Linked DNA regions of Mus musculus: region 2 is linked to region 1. A link is a contact called in public HiChIP or PLAC-seq data. All regions are on one chromosome and are shown on one strand. Each heading gives the region's core, a stretch centred on a gene start, on an enhancer-like site or on the middle of the called end of the contact. The rest is flanking DNA. Distances are from core to core; before and after follow the strand shown.

Region 1 (5,994 bases), core at 1,376-3,875:
GCAAGATAGCCATTTTTACTATATTGATCCTGCCAATCCATGAGCATGGAGGATCTTTTCATCTTCTGAGATCTTTGATTTCTTTCTTTAGAGAGTTGAAGTTTTTGTCAGACAGATCTTTCACTTCCTTGTCCATTCCATCCAGGTTCTCCAGTTTTGTTGAGTATAGGCTTTTGTAGGAGGATCTAATGATTGTTTTGGATTTCTTCAGATTCTGTTTTTTATCTCCTTTTCCATTTCTGATTTTGTTAATTAAGATACTGTCCCTGTGCCTTCTATTTAGTCTGGCTAAAATTTTATCTATATTGTTGATTTTCTCAAAGAACCAGCTCCTGATTTGGTTGATTCCTTGAATAGTTCTTTTTGTTTCCACTTGGTTGATTTCATCCCTGAGTTTGATTATTTCCTGTCTTCTACTCCTCTTGGGTGAATTTTCTTACTTTTGTTCTAGAGCTTTTAGGTGTGCTGACAAGCTGCTAGTATATGCTTGCTCCAGTTTCTTTGTGGAGGCACTCAGAGCCATGTGTTTTCCTCTTAGGACTGCTTTCATTGTGTCCCATAAGTTTGGGTATGTTGTGGCTTTATTTTCCTTAAACTCTAACAAGTCTTCAATTTCTTTCTTTATATCTTCCTTGATCAAGTTATCATTGAGTAGAGTGTTGTTTAGTTTCCACGTGTATGTGGGTTTCCTATTATTTATGTTGTTATTGAAGATCAGCCTTAGTCCGTGGTGATCTGATAGGGTGCATGGGATTATTTCAATATTTTTGTATCTGTTGAACCCTGTGAATTAAGTCAGTGTTCATTGGCTTTTTACCAAATTGTCTCATTTTAAGACACACAGATCCTTCTATCCTCGTTTCTAGTTTCTTTATGGATTCTGATAAACACTCTTATAAAAAACTCAGCCCCTGGAAAACAATTTCCATGCCGGATTGAATGACATAAGCTTTTACATTTTCCAAGTTATAACTTCAGGATGTAACATGCCTTAAAGTGACCTGGAGCTCTGTTCAGCAAATGCACCACAGTTTTGCAGCTCCTTCAACTTTGCTTTTTATAGGTGACTTTTGTCAGAGCATGCCTTTGAGTTATAATGCTGAATGCCATTTCTGACTTTCATGAACTGTTTCAAACTACTAGGCCACGGGCAATTGAGTCTACAGGAGTATACTAAGATGGTGTCCGAGAGAGCAAGAGACTGCAATTTTAAGAGTACATGGTTTTCTGCCACTGCTTCTTAAGGTATAGCAATAGCTATATTCCATCTCTGGGTGAAATAACAATACAGTCTGCAGCTCTCTCTCTCTCTCTCTCTCTCTCTCTCTCTCTCTCTCTCTCTCTCTCTCTCTCTGTCTGTCTCTCTGCGTGTGTATACACAGGTGTGTGTTAGAGAGAGAGAATATCTCATTGAGTATTAGTGATCTGAGTTAATTTTATATAATACTATGAATATTTTAAAAATCTGTAGCTGGTAAACACATAAAAGACACATCTTACTTTTAACTGTGTTTGTAGGTGTGTGTGCATCTCTTGGTGTTATGTGCATGTGTGTTTGCATCTTTGTGTGTATGTGTGTGTGTGTGTGTGTGTGTGTGTATGTGTTTGTATGTGTGTATGTGTATGGATGTGTCTACAGAGAGAAACAAATAGGCCTGTAAGTGTCTTGGGTTTGACAACCATCATTTAAAAGAATATAAACACACTCATATAGTTTATATGTACCTTTTTAAAGCTATGCAATAATATTTATATGTATATGCATGGTTTTAGAGATCCTGCTTGGTTGGGTGTATTTCCCCCTCTGACCACCATATAACTCTGTTTTGAATGTGAAGTAATGAGCTTAAAATATTAATTATAGACGCCAAGCTCCTCTGAGTCACACAGTGCCCTTCCTCCAGCCCATCCCACCCCATCTCGTCCTGCTGTTATTTTGGTGCATTTGGCAGAACCCATTTTCTTTAACGAAACAGACATTTCCTTTCCCAGATATGAGTCCAAGTTCCAGACTTAAAAAAAATCAAAAACCTAACAATTGATGCTTACTTTATCAAAGCTGTTCTTTCTAGCTATAAATCGCACATGTATTATTATTTGCTAGAGGGTTAAGTGTCCGTTCTTTCATCAGAAATTCTGATTTCTAAGGTACAGGGATGTCCACTCAGTAAAGCAATTTATAAACTTGTGCTCCTGAGAATTTTACCCACCCCTCCTCCTCTACTTTCCTCTTGGCAGGAGAAGGACCTTTGTCTTACTAATACAAAACTAGAAAGAACTTTATACCTGAGACTTAAACATTAAACAAAAGTATATCCATTTAAAATATTTGTCCGGATGGTAAACAAGAGGGGTTAGCTCAGCCTTGGAATCAGTTGGGGTGGACTTCCTGAGGGCAGAGTGGACAGAACCTGCCTGTTTTGTTCTTCCAAGGCAGAGGTTTGATCTGGAAACAGTAAAAAGCTTTCTTTACCCCCAAGTCTAAGGAATGAGAAGAGGGTTAAAAAACCAAGCAGGAACAGAGAGCAGCTTCAGAGGCTGTGTGTGCCTTCTTGCTTATGCTGCAGTTTAAAGGATTACTTCCATGTTGGTCACATGGTCTCAAGTGTTCTCTCTCCCTTGCTACAAATTCATTCCTTCAAAAGCCAGAAGTGACTGAGTAATTGCAGATGTACAGTGACTACCAGACTGTTCTTTGTCACCACTTTCCTGTTTCAGTTGGGAGGAAGTGGCTGAGTGAGCTTGAGACTCGAGGGTGGGGAACAGATCTATTACAATGACCCTGTTAGCCCCAGCCTAGTTTTGCCTTAGTGAAGGGGTGATGAAAACACTTTAAACAGTTGCCAACATCCCAGGAGAAAATATTTGACATCTCACCTATATCAACAAGCAAGAGTTAAAGGTTAAATCACACACAAGTCAAGTGCTGGGAAAAGGATATGTTTATGTCATCAACTTTCTTTGTTCTACCAGGGTCTTGTGTCAACAAGGAGACACATTCCCCATTCCTGGCTGGAATCACCGAGACAATAGAGATTGATGACAGACACTTTGGGCAGGAGCCTCAAGCCAATCCCCTTCTAAGCCTTTGTCCTTTGCCTCTGGTTGGGGGGCACCCTCACCATTCATCAACAGCTCCGAACAGCCATCTGTTTAGGGTGGATGACCTTCCTGTGTCTTTACCAGGATTCTTGCGATTCTGAGCACCAAGCTCAGGGTGGAAGCAGGAAAAGCAAGGAAGAGGAAGATACTGGGATTTATACTTTTCCTGTATTGATCTCAGCTCCAACACTTTATCATCCAGATGCAGTGCTTGGCATGGCTGGTGTTCACATGCAATAGGTTCAGTGAGAGAGGGGGATCTTCTGGGGACAGCTCAACCTCTGAGTCAAGATAACTTTAAGTCAAACTTTGTGAGGAAATGAAAATATTTCCAAAGGAAAAAAACACAGAGTTGTCACTATGGAGACAATAGGTAAGGAAGGGAGGAGTAGTGCAGCAAGCATAGTAGTGTAGTCCTGTCAGTCTAGCACGCACGGAGTCCAGGCAGTAGAATCATGAGTTCAAAGACCAGCCTGGAGGCTACAGAAGTGGCTCAGTTGGTAAAGTGCCCCATGAAAGCACAGCAACCAATGTAAACTTGGATCCCCAGCACCCAGATGAAAAGCCATCCATGCTGTAATTCCATTGGTTGGGGACAGAGGCAGGTGACTCTATGAAGCTGACTGTAGGCAAATCATTGAGTTCGGTGAGAGGCCATAACTTAAAAAGTAGGTGGAGGGGGCTGGAGAGATGGCTCAGCGGTTAAGAGCACCGACTGTTCTTCTAGAGGTCCTGAGTTCAAATCCCAGCAACCACATGATGGCTCACAACCATCTGTAATGGGGTCTAATGCCCTCTTCTGGTGTATCAGAAGAGCAACGGTGTACTCATAAAAAAAGATAATTATAGTAATAAAAGAAAGTAGGTGGAGAACAACTGAGGGAGACAGTCAACTTTGTCCTCTAACACACACACAAACACACACACACACACACACACACACACACACACACACACACACGTAACTCAGACATACATGCACATCCACATGCAGGCATGCGCATACCCATGCGGTTGCCCGTCCAGTGCATGGAATATAGATGGCCTTTGTAGCATAGGATACAATAATGTCAGCCTCATTGACAGTAGAGATCAGATATAGCCAAAAGCATTTCACAGTGTAACATTTTCTTTCTCTCAAAAACACATGTTATTTTATCTGTATGGGTGTTTTGCCTGAATGTAGCCCTTCATGCCGTGGGTGTGCTTGGTGCCTATGCAGGCCAAGAGAGGTCACTGGATCCTCTGGAACTAGATTTACAGAGGGTTGTGAGCCACCCTGTGGGTTGTGGGGATTGATTGTGGGTCTTCTCTGGGTCCAACCAGTATTATTTACTCCAGAGCTATGTCTCAAATCTCTGTGTAAGATTTTCTACAAACAGGATTCTATATGCCTTTCTCTGGACAATGCTGGCTCAACAAGCCCTGGTCTTCATGTCTGTAAAGTTACTGTTTCTGTAAATATACTAATCAACTGCTAAGTTAGTTTTATATCTGCAATTCTCTTTTAAGCTAAAGTGTAATTTAATTGCATTTATTTATTTATTTATTTATTTATTTATTTATTTATTTATTTTGGTTTGTGGACTATGAAACAGTTGCCTATACCCAAGGATGCGCTTTTTCAAGTGGAATTTCAGTTAGTATAGACATCTCAAAATAAAATTAATTTTTTTTTCTATTTAAAAATGACAGTGGGTTTTAGATGTTTTTGTTCAGTGCTTTAAAAATAGAAGCGGTGCTTCCAGAAGAGTTGGCTTTCTTGGAGATATCATTTATCTATTTATTTTTATTTTTATTCTATGTCAATGCATGCTTTGCCTACATGTATGTACATATACCATGGAGTTCAGAAAAAGTTATCAGATCCCATGGGGCAGAGTCATGGATGATTGTGGGCCGTCTTTCTGAGTGCTGAAAACTGATCCTGGGCCTTTTGCCAGAGCCACAAGTGTGCTTAACAAACTGAACCATCTCTTTAGCCCCTGAAAAAAATAGCATTTTAAAATTTTTATTTTGCATATGAGAGTTTACCTCACAACATGTATGCCTAGTACCTCCAGAAGCCAAAAAACGATGCCAAATCCTCTGGAATTGGAACTATTTACATATAAGTTTGTTGTTTTGTTTTATCAGACAGGGTTTCTCTATGTGGCCCTGCTTGTCCTGGAACTTACTCTGAAGAGCAGGTTGGCCTGGAACTTAGAGATCTGCCTGCTTCTGCCTCCCGTGTGCTGGCATTAAAGTTGAGCTCCACCACTGCTGCTGGCTGCCTATGATTTGAAGTCACCATGTGGCTCATCAAACCTGAGTCAAGGGAAGCACGTGCTTTTAACTGCTCAGTCTTCTCTCCAACCCCATGAAATATAATATTTAATATATACTTTAAACATAATATAATAATAGCCATAATAATGATAATAATACATAGATGAAAAGTGGTCTACAGGTTTTATGAATGAGAGAGCAGGTTCCATGCACAGGATATGTAACAGTACTAGCTAAAAGATGATGGAAATTATTTTCCCTGGAGCAACATTTAAGGTTTGGGGAGTTGCTAAGGCGCTGAAAAAGTATCATTGGCTTTGCATCAGTGGGAAGCAATTAATAAGATTGAAGGCATCTTGTCACTGCACCGAGGATTGTCTACACTGGTCAGCGTGGGCATCAAGCTGCTTTGCCTGTGGGTTATATCTGCCTTGAGCAAAGCATTCCTGTCAGGCATTTTTCAGAGTCCTTGAGGCAGACACTGGGACCAAATTTATGAACTTGTGGTTTTCCTGCCTGGTTGTTACTAAATGTTAAAAATAGCTTCAGAATTTAGGTTGAGAACTCTTTCATCACCATCCAAGCATGTGGCATGATATGGTTTGGGGGTGAAGAATCTGTGAC
Region 2 (6,268 bases), core at 2,877-5,376, 180 kb before region 1:
ACATAATTCTTGCCTAGATCTACAGCAAGCTTGCAAAGAGACATGATGCCAAATGGCACCAAAATAAAATAAAATAAAATAAAATAAAATAAAATAAGCTGAATATTGTACTGGTCCCTGGTTTTTAGTCTTCACTTTGTCAGGTGTCTGGCTACCCAAGTGCACAGTAAAAGCAGGACTCTGAGGAATTAGTGGGGGAGATGAAAAGGTTATACAAACAGAGTGTTATTGAATATGCGCACTGCATAAATATTAGGACAGGAGACCAGTGACCTCGAATAACTCTGCCTTTCTTCTTCCCTCGGAGCCCAGCACTACCACCACAGCCCCTCTGACTCACTCAGCAGATAATCTTCTGTAGTTTAAGGACTGCCTGTGTACAGGACTCTCACTGCCTGCCTGTCATCCTGCTGAGCTATTAGGCGGAGCAGAGCTCTGTTTGCCCCAGGAACTTGCTGGGCTCTCAGATGAAATGTGCTTATCAAGTATAGCCCATCTCCCAGCGTTTCAATCTCAGCTGGGAAGGCGCTCGCTCCCCAGATCAAAGTAATGCACACCCGCACCACGGGGGTCAAACTCTGGGCCAGAAATGCATTAAAGGAAGGTCCTGTCTTCCCTCCAGGAAGAGAAGTTTCCAGAAAAAAAAGAAAAAAGAAAGAAAAAGAAAGAAAGAAAAGAAAACCACTGTGGCTGTTCACGTTCAAAACAGTGGACTTGGTCCAAGCAGGAAGGCATTTGCTGTATGAGGAATCGTTAGCTGTGGTGAAATTTCAGCTATTTGGGACTGTATGTTAAACTCACATAGCTTACGAAGATAAAAAAGATAATAAAATGCCCAGAGTTAACATTTTAAGGCACATCTCTGAGTCTATAACACTTATTGTATGCATTCGCAGTGATCCGGTATACAACAGCCTTTACGAAGGACCCGCTACACATCAGGAGCAGCAGGTATGAGACAGACATTTCATTGTGGGTGACTCATGCAATATGGAGCATCTGTTAAGATTTTATGAGTTTAGAGGAAATAGCATCAGCCTTGGGCACACAGCTGTGAAGCGCTAGACACTGGACTCTCCAGGTAGCCTGGCTCCTGAAGCTATACTCTGAGCCGTTGTTTCCTTTTCATACTGGTTGTGAAAATTTTCCATTCTACTACCCAAAGGAACATCTGAGAGGGTGATTTCCCCAGGACCTATTCTCCTGGGAACTCACCTTGAGGTGAGAGTTAGAAATATCTAGTTTACCATTATCAAAGTTCCACGGGACCCTGTGGCATCCCCTGAGAGCTACTGTAACTCCAATCCTCCAGAATAAGGAATCATTTGAAAGCAAAATGAACAGTGAAATCATTATATATATACATATAGGTATATATATATGAAAAATACCTGATGCTTATTGGGTTTTTTTCTACATGCCTGAGGTTGAAGCTTGAAGTATGTTACACATGTGATAACATTCACATGAGAACACTACAAGATGAAATCTGTCATCATAAGTGTATGGATTGAATTGTGTTCCCTTGCAAAAATGGACGATATGCTGAGGTTCTAAGACCTGGTTAGAACTCGAGAATGTGAACTTATTTGTAAATAGGATCTGGGTAGAGATGACTGAGTTAAGATGGGATCATGGGAGTAGGCCCCAATCCAGTACTCCTGGTTTCCATATAAAAGAAGAACTCTGGAGGCTGGTGGGGGGTGGGGGGAAGACGACTCCGTAGGTAAAACGCTTGCTGTGCCAATGTGTGAACCCGAATTTGACCCCAGAGTGACAGAGTGATTTTGGCTTTCTCAACATCTTGATGTCAGACCTCCAGCCTCCAGCCAGGGAGACAGATAACTTATTTAAAACAATTCATTTTTGGACTTTGCTATGGCAGCCACAGGAAATAACCACCATCAGGGTCTTATGGATCAGCGAACTAAGGGAAGGAGACTCTGAGCTATTCATGCCAGCCTGCACCGCTACTAGTCAACGGGGGTTTAGCCTGCAATACTGGTAGACAATGGTAGCCTGATGCGAGCTATGAACTTCTGAAGAATATATATGTGTAGAAATCATTTGAAATATTGCTGCTGTTGTTTAAGCAAAGGGTCTCATGTAGCTCAGGAAGTCTCCGAACCCTCCATCTTAAAGGACACAGCACAGAGCGTTCTGAGCAGGGCCGTTCTGGCACAGGCTGAAGGGCATGTCTGTGAGAATGCAGAATGCTCAGCACAACTGGAGACTGCAAGTGCCAGGATCTGGGGGCCAGCCAGGGTTCTTTCTGGCCCCCATGAGTAAGACCAGATCCAGGAGGTGTGAACATCAAAGTCACCGCGATCTTCCCACAGCCTTTCAGTTTTGAGCATCGGTCCAGAAATTTGAACTGTTTAATTGTTTTAAGACCCTATGAGAGGGTCAGGTTAATTACAAGAATGCCAAAGCTGCCTTCTGTAACTGTCTTTGCACACATACCGTCTGAGTTAAGATACCCGGAAAGTGAAGCTATTTTCTGAACAGAGAGATAGTGATTAGGTAATGTCCGCAAAGGAGGAGGGGAGAAGGGAGGAAAGCCTTGGCTGAACAGCCTTCCCAGAGCTACATGAGCGGTATCTCCATTGTGAGTCCTCTCCTGGAAAGTGAACCGCAACCCACATTGGTGGGGGGAGCCCAGGCCGAATCGCCTCTACCTCCGCAAAGGTGAAGGCAGACAAAGGTGGCTAGCTAAGTCAAAATAGGCTTTGGTTAAACTTAGGGGAATTGAACTGGACACAGGACATGATTAATGCAGACGGAGGAAGAGTGTCCAGGCATGTGTTGGTGTTGGGGCAATTTTCTGTTCTGTCCTCAGAGAACAAGCTATAATGGACTACATGGGTTTGTGTCTTCTGTGATATTTACATGGAAGGAAGGGAGAGCTTCAAGCAGCCGTGATCTCTAGCACTTCTGGGTGCAGTGATGTGCAAGAGGCTTTTACTGTCCCCTTGATTTATTGGCTGGGTGTATTTGGCATGGTGTCACACTCTGTTTTCTGTTGCTGACACAGAATGCCTGATGTGGGTGATGCATACAGGAGAGAATTTTACTCTTCTCACAATTCTCATGACTACAAATTGCAAACAGGCATCTGGACAGGATTCCTGTGGTTGTGTCCTAACATGGTCACTAGAAGCAAAATGGGAAGTTCCTGTATTCAGAAGAGTCACATATGTAAGGAGACATGAGTTGGAGGAAGAACCTAGCCAGACAGATCTGCTAGGAGCCACTCCTGCTAGGCTTGGCCCATTCCTCAGAGATAGTCCATTTATGACTGTGGAATCCTGAGACCTTCTACCCCTTAAGAGCTCCACCACCTCTTTCTGCTGCCACACCAGGGGACTGAGTTTCCAGCACATGCAACCTCGGGGACACCCTTATACCTTATGGGTTTTGCAAACCCAAGAAGCATCGGATAAGAAGGAAATAAAGAGGCCGTGCTGGAAGCAGAACCATCGAAGCTGTACCATGGCAATTCTTGGGTAGAGCAAATAGACCCTCAGACCCAGGAACCAAAATGTGGACCACGGAATGGAATGTCACAGAAGAGAAGACAAGACAAATAGTTAGCCTTTGCTTAATGTGGGGGCCAAAGGGCCATGCAGCCAACAGTTAAAAATTATTAGGTTTTGAGATAAAGGACACAAATATTAACTTTCCTCATTGTGAATTTCTCAGCCCATAGACACTGATCAGCACTGATTTATCAGAAACTGGAGACAACCGTTTCTTTTTCCCTCTGATCCTAAATGTTTAAAGGAAATATCTTAGCATTAACATTTCAGTCCCTCCTTTAGCACAAACACCCAGAAGCATGAATACACTTGTTTAGAAAGTTGAAATCCTGGGTGTTGTATAGGTCACTGTTTAGCTTAACCTTTATTGTCCCTACTTTGCTGTTAAGCCCTGGACAGCAGATTCCACAGTAGAATTCCAGAGATAAACAGACAAGCTATGGACTCACCTGGAAACGGGTATTGGCATCTGTGCATTGACACCCAAGGCAAAGATGGCAAGGGCTAAGGTGATGGCCATGCCTGAGGCCATGCTGCTCCTCCTGGGGAGCCCTGGAGGCTTGCAAAGCATTCCTTTGCAGCCGGAGGACAAGGGGCAGTTCTGTTCTGGGTTTTGTTCATAGGTGTTGGCTTAGGCTAAGTGTCAAGGTCCAACCAATGGAGAGTCATTGTAATTCCTGACTGCTATTTTCCCTTATTGACAAAGTGTCATTATGCAATAAACCAAAAAAAAAAAAAAAAAATGCCAAGGTGGGGAAAAATTAGGAGCTGGGTTAAAAATAAAGCAACCAATAAAACAAAATCCTAGCAGTTCTTTCCTTGGGAGACTCTGGAAGGGAAGCTAAAGAGAGAGGTATAATTTGTGGGAGAGACCTATGGATTATTCTTATAGAGTCCTAGGCTCAGAATAACTACAGAAAGAACACAATGAAAGATGAGGCATAGGTGGGGGATATTCTAAGCACCTCTCCCTCTGAAAGTCAGATATGTGGCTTGTTTCCACCCAAGCAAGGTAACGTGTGGAAATGTAAGCTTTTTGTGTATAAGTTACACACCTCTTATATGTATATTTTTCTGAAAAATGCAAAGTAAGCACCACAAGGCTTTAGCAACAGCCACCAAATGGATTTGGCCTGATTATGATGGAAGCACACACCAAAAGGATAGGATTATCCTCTGCCATAAGGAACACTGCTTGCCTGACATCTCCACATTCTCCAGGGCCATTGAGAGGGAAAGGTTCTGGAAGCGCTGATGGGTGTGGACCGTGCAACCTCTCTGAGAGCACTGATTAGTCAGGAGAATGACCCAGGGATGTTGCAAGTGTGGAAGGCTGTTAGTCTTTATCTTACTCAAATTTAACTGACTGGGGCTTCTCAATTCTTCCTAATGTGTGGCTAGGGTTGGGACTTAGAATACACAATGGGTGTAGAGAGATATCTGATGTGTTGGAGGTTTGTGGGTAATATATTATGAATTTACAATGTCTCATGACACTCTTTTTATCTAGTGTTTTGTTTGTTTGGGGCAGGGTCTGATAGGGTAGTTCAGGCTAGCCTGAGACTTGCTGCAGCCCTTCTGCCTAGACCCAGTTGCTACAGTTACAGGTATGAGCACATACCCAGCTGTTCCTAGCAGTTTTGTTTTGTGGAGGCAGATTTGCCTCAAACCCTCCCCTTGCATAGTTGAGGATGACCTTCAACTCCTGATCATTCTGTATCCATTCCCCAAGGATGGAGACTGCAGGCTTGCACCAAGTTGCATGGCTCCCTGATACAGTTCTTAAGAGACATTCATAGAAAATGATTAATTACAATAGAGCAAATCTTGAATATTAGCATAGGCAAAGGTAAAACAGATGTCTGTCTGGTTGGTGGGATGACAGAGCTAGTTATTTTAGGACCATCTTACCTATGCCACTGAGAGAAAAGTCTCTGATCTCCCTTTTCTTAATTCCTCCTTTTCTCATCCAGAGCTTGAGTTAATTAATTCCACCGACTTCTCAGCTTACAGTGGAGACCATGTGCTTGCTTGACATGTAAGTCATGCAAAATTGTCAAGTAATAAGACTGATTCTTAAAGGAGTGCTCATAGCCTTCAGTGAATGAATCCATGCCAGAGGAACACTTTCCACTAGCCTTTGATAGTGACAGGTGGCGGGCATTTAGACTCAGTCCAGTTCTGCCAGCTTTGTCACAATACATGGGAGACTCTTGTATGGTCCCTGTTACCACTCCTTATTTTATTTTCTCTCAAAATGTCCATTCCTTGAGATGAAGGCATTTCAGTTTCAAAGTGTGGCACATTGAACTCCCTTTACTAGAATCTGCTTCTTACTTTAAAGGTTCTTATTTTAAAGGTAGACTCCTCAAAGTGGCAACTGACTATGCAGGTATGCTCACACAGGTGCGTGTGTCTCTCTTTGTTGTAAATTACTTTCCTACTTGATAATCCTGGCCCTGAGGTCAATATGCCTATTCTTCTAGCTTCTCTGAGCATTTCCATTCCCGTAGCATCATTCCCAGTGCAGGTTGGGAACTGCCATCCAGATCCCAGAGTGTTTATTCTCTTGTTAAAATAGATATGTTCTCCACCTTCCAGCATTGTCGTTTCCTACCGTTTGTGTCCCAAACCAAGTTCTCAGGTCAGTGAAGGATGCAGGAGGCCATTGTCAGGTCGACCCTCCAGTTTCTTCCTTTCCTTCCCTATTATCCCTTAGGTCTAACACT

What was found. HiChIP or PLAC-seq counts read pairs in DNA pulled down with a chosen protein or histone mark.
Region 2: an H3K27ac HiChIP or PLAC-seq map of extraembryonic endoderm stem cells shows a contact between it and region 1. The contact joins the promoter of C9 here to the enhancer-like site in region 1. A contact is called at or near these places in 9 of 39 promoter capture datasets (the 3T3-L1 cell line, 3T3-L1-derived adipocytes, embryonic stem cells and 5 more), 1 of 484 Hi-C or Micro-C datasets (Th2 cells), 2 of 115 datasets of contacts at active chromatin or transcription factors (differentiating embryonic stem cells and extraembryonic endoderm stem cells) and 3 of 9 other capture datasets (adipose tissue, liver and macrophages).

The regions. Positions count from the first base shown.
Region 1 is chr15:6,257,157-6,263,150 of GRCm38.p6, reverse strand. No RefSeq gene overlaps it. Among named protein-coding and RNA genes, the nearest start is that of Gm16311, 50 kb to the left of the region's middle. Within about 2 kb of position 2,625, at least 69 of the 459 cell types and tissues checked have an H3K27ac peak or open chromatin away from gene starts, as enhancers often do. A contact at or near this core is called in adipose tissue, extraembryonic endoderm stem cells, liver and 1 more, where this site is marked.
Region 2 is chr15:6,443,204-6,449,471 of GRCm38.p6, reverse strand. It overlaps C9 (complement component 9), which reads right to left and starts at 4,126. Exons shown (of 11, transcript NM_013485.3): 1 at 3,989-4,126. The coding sequence starts at 4,071.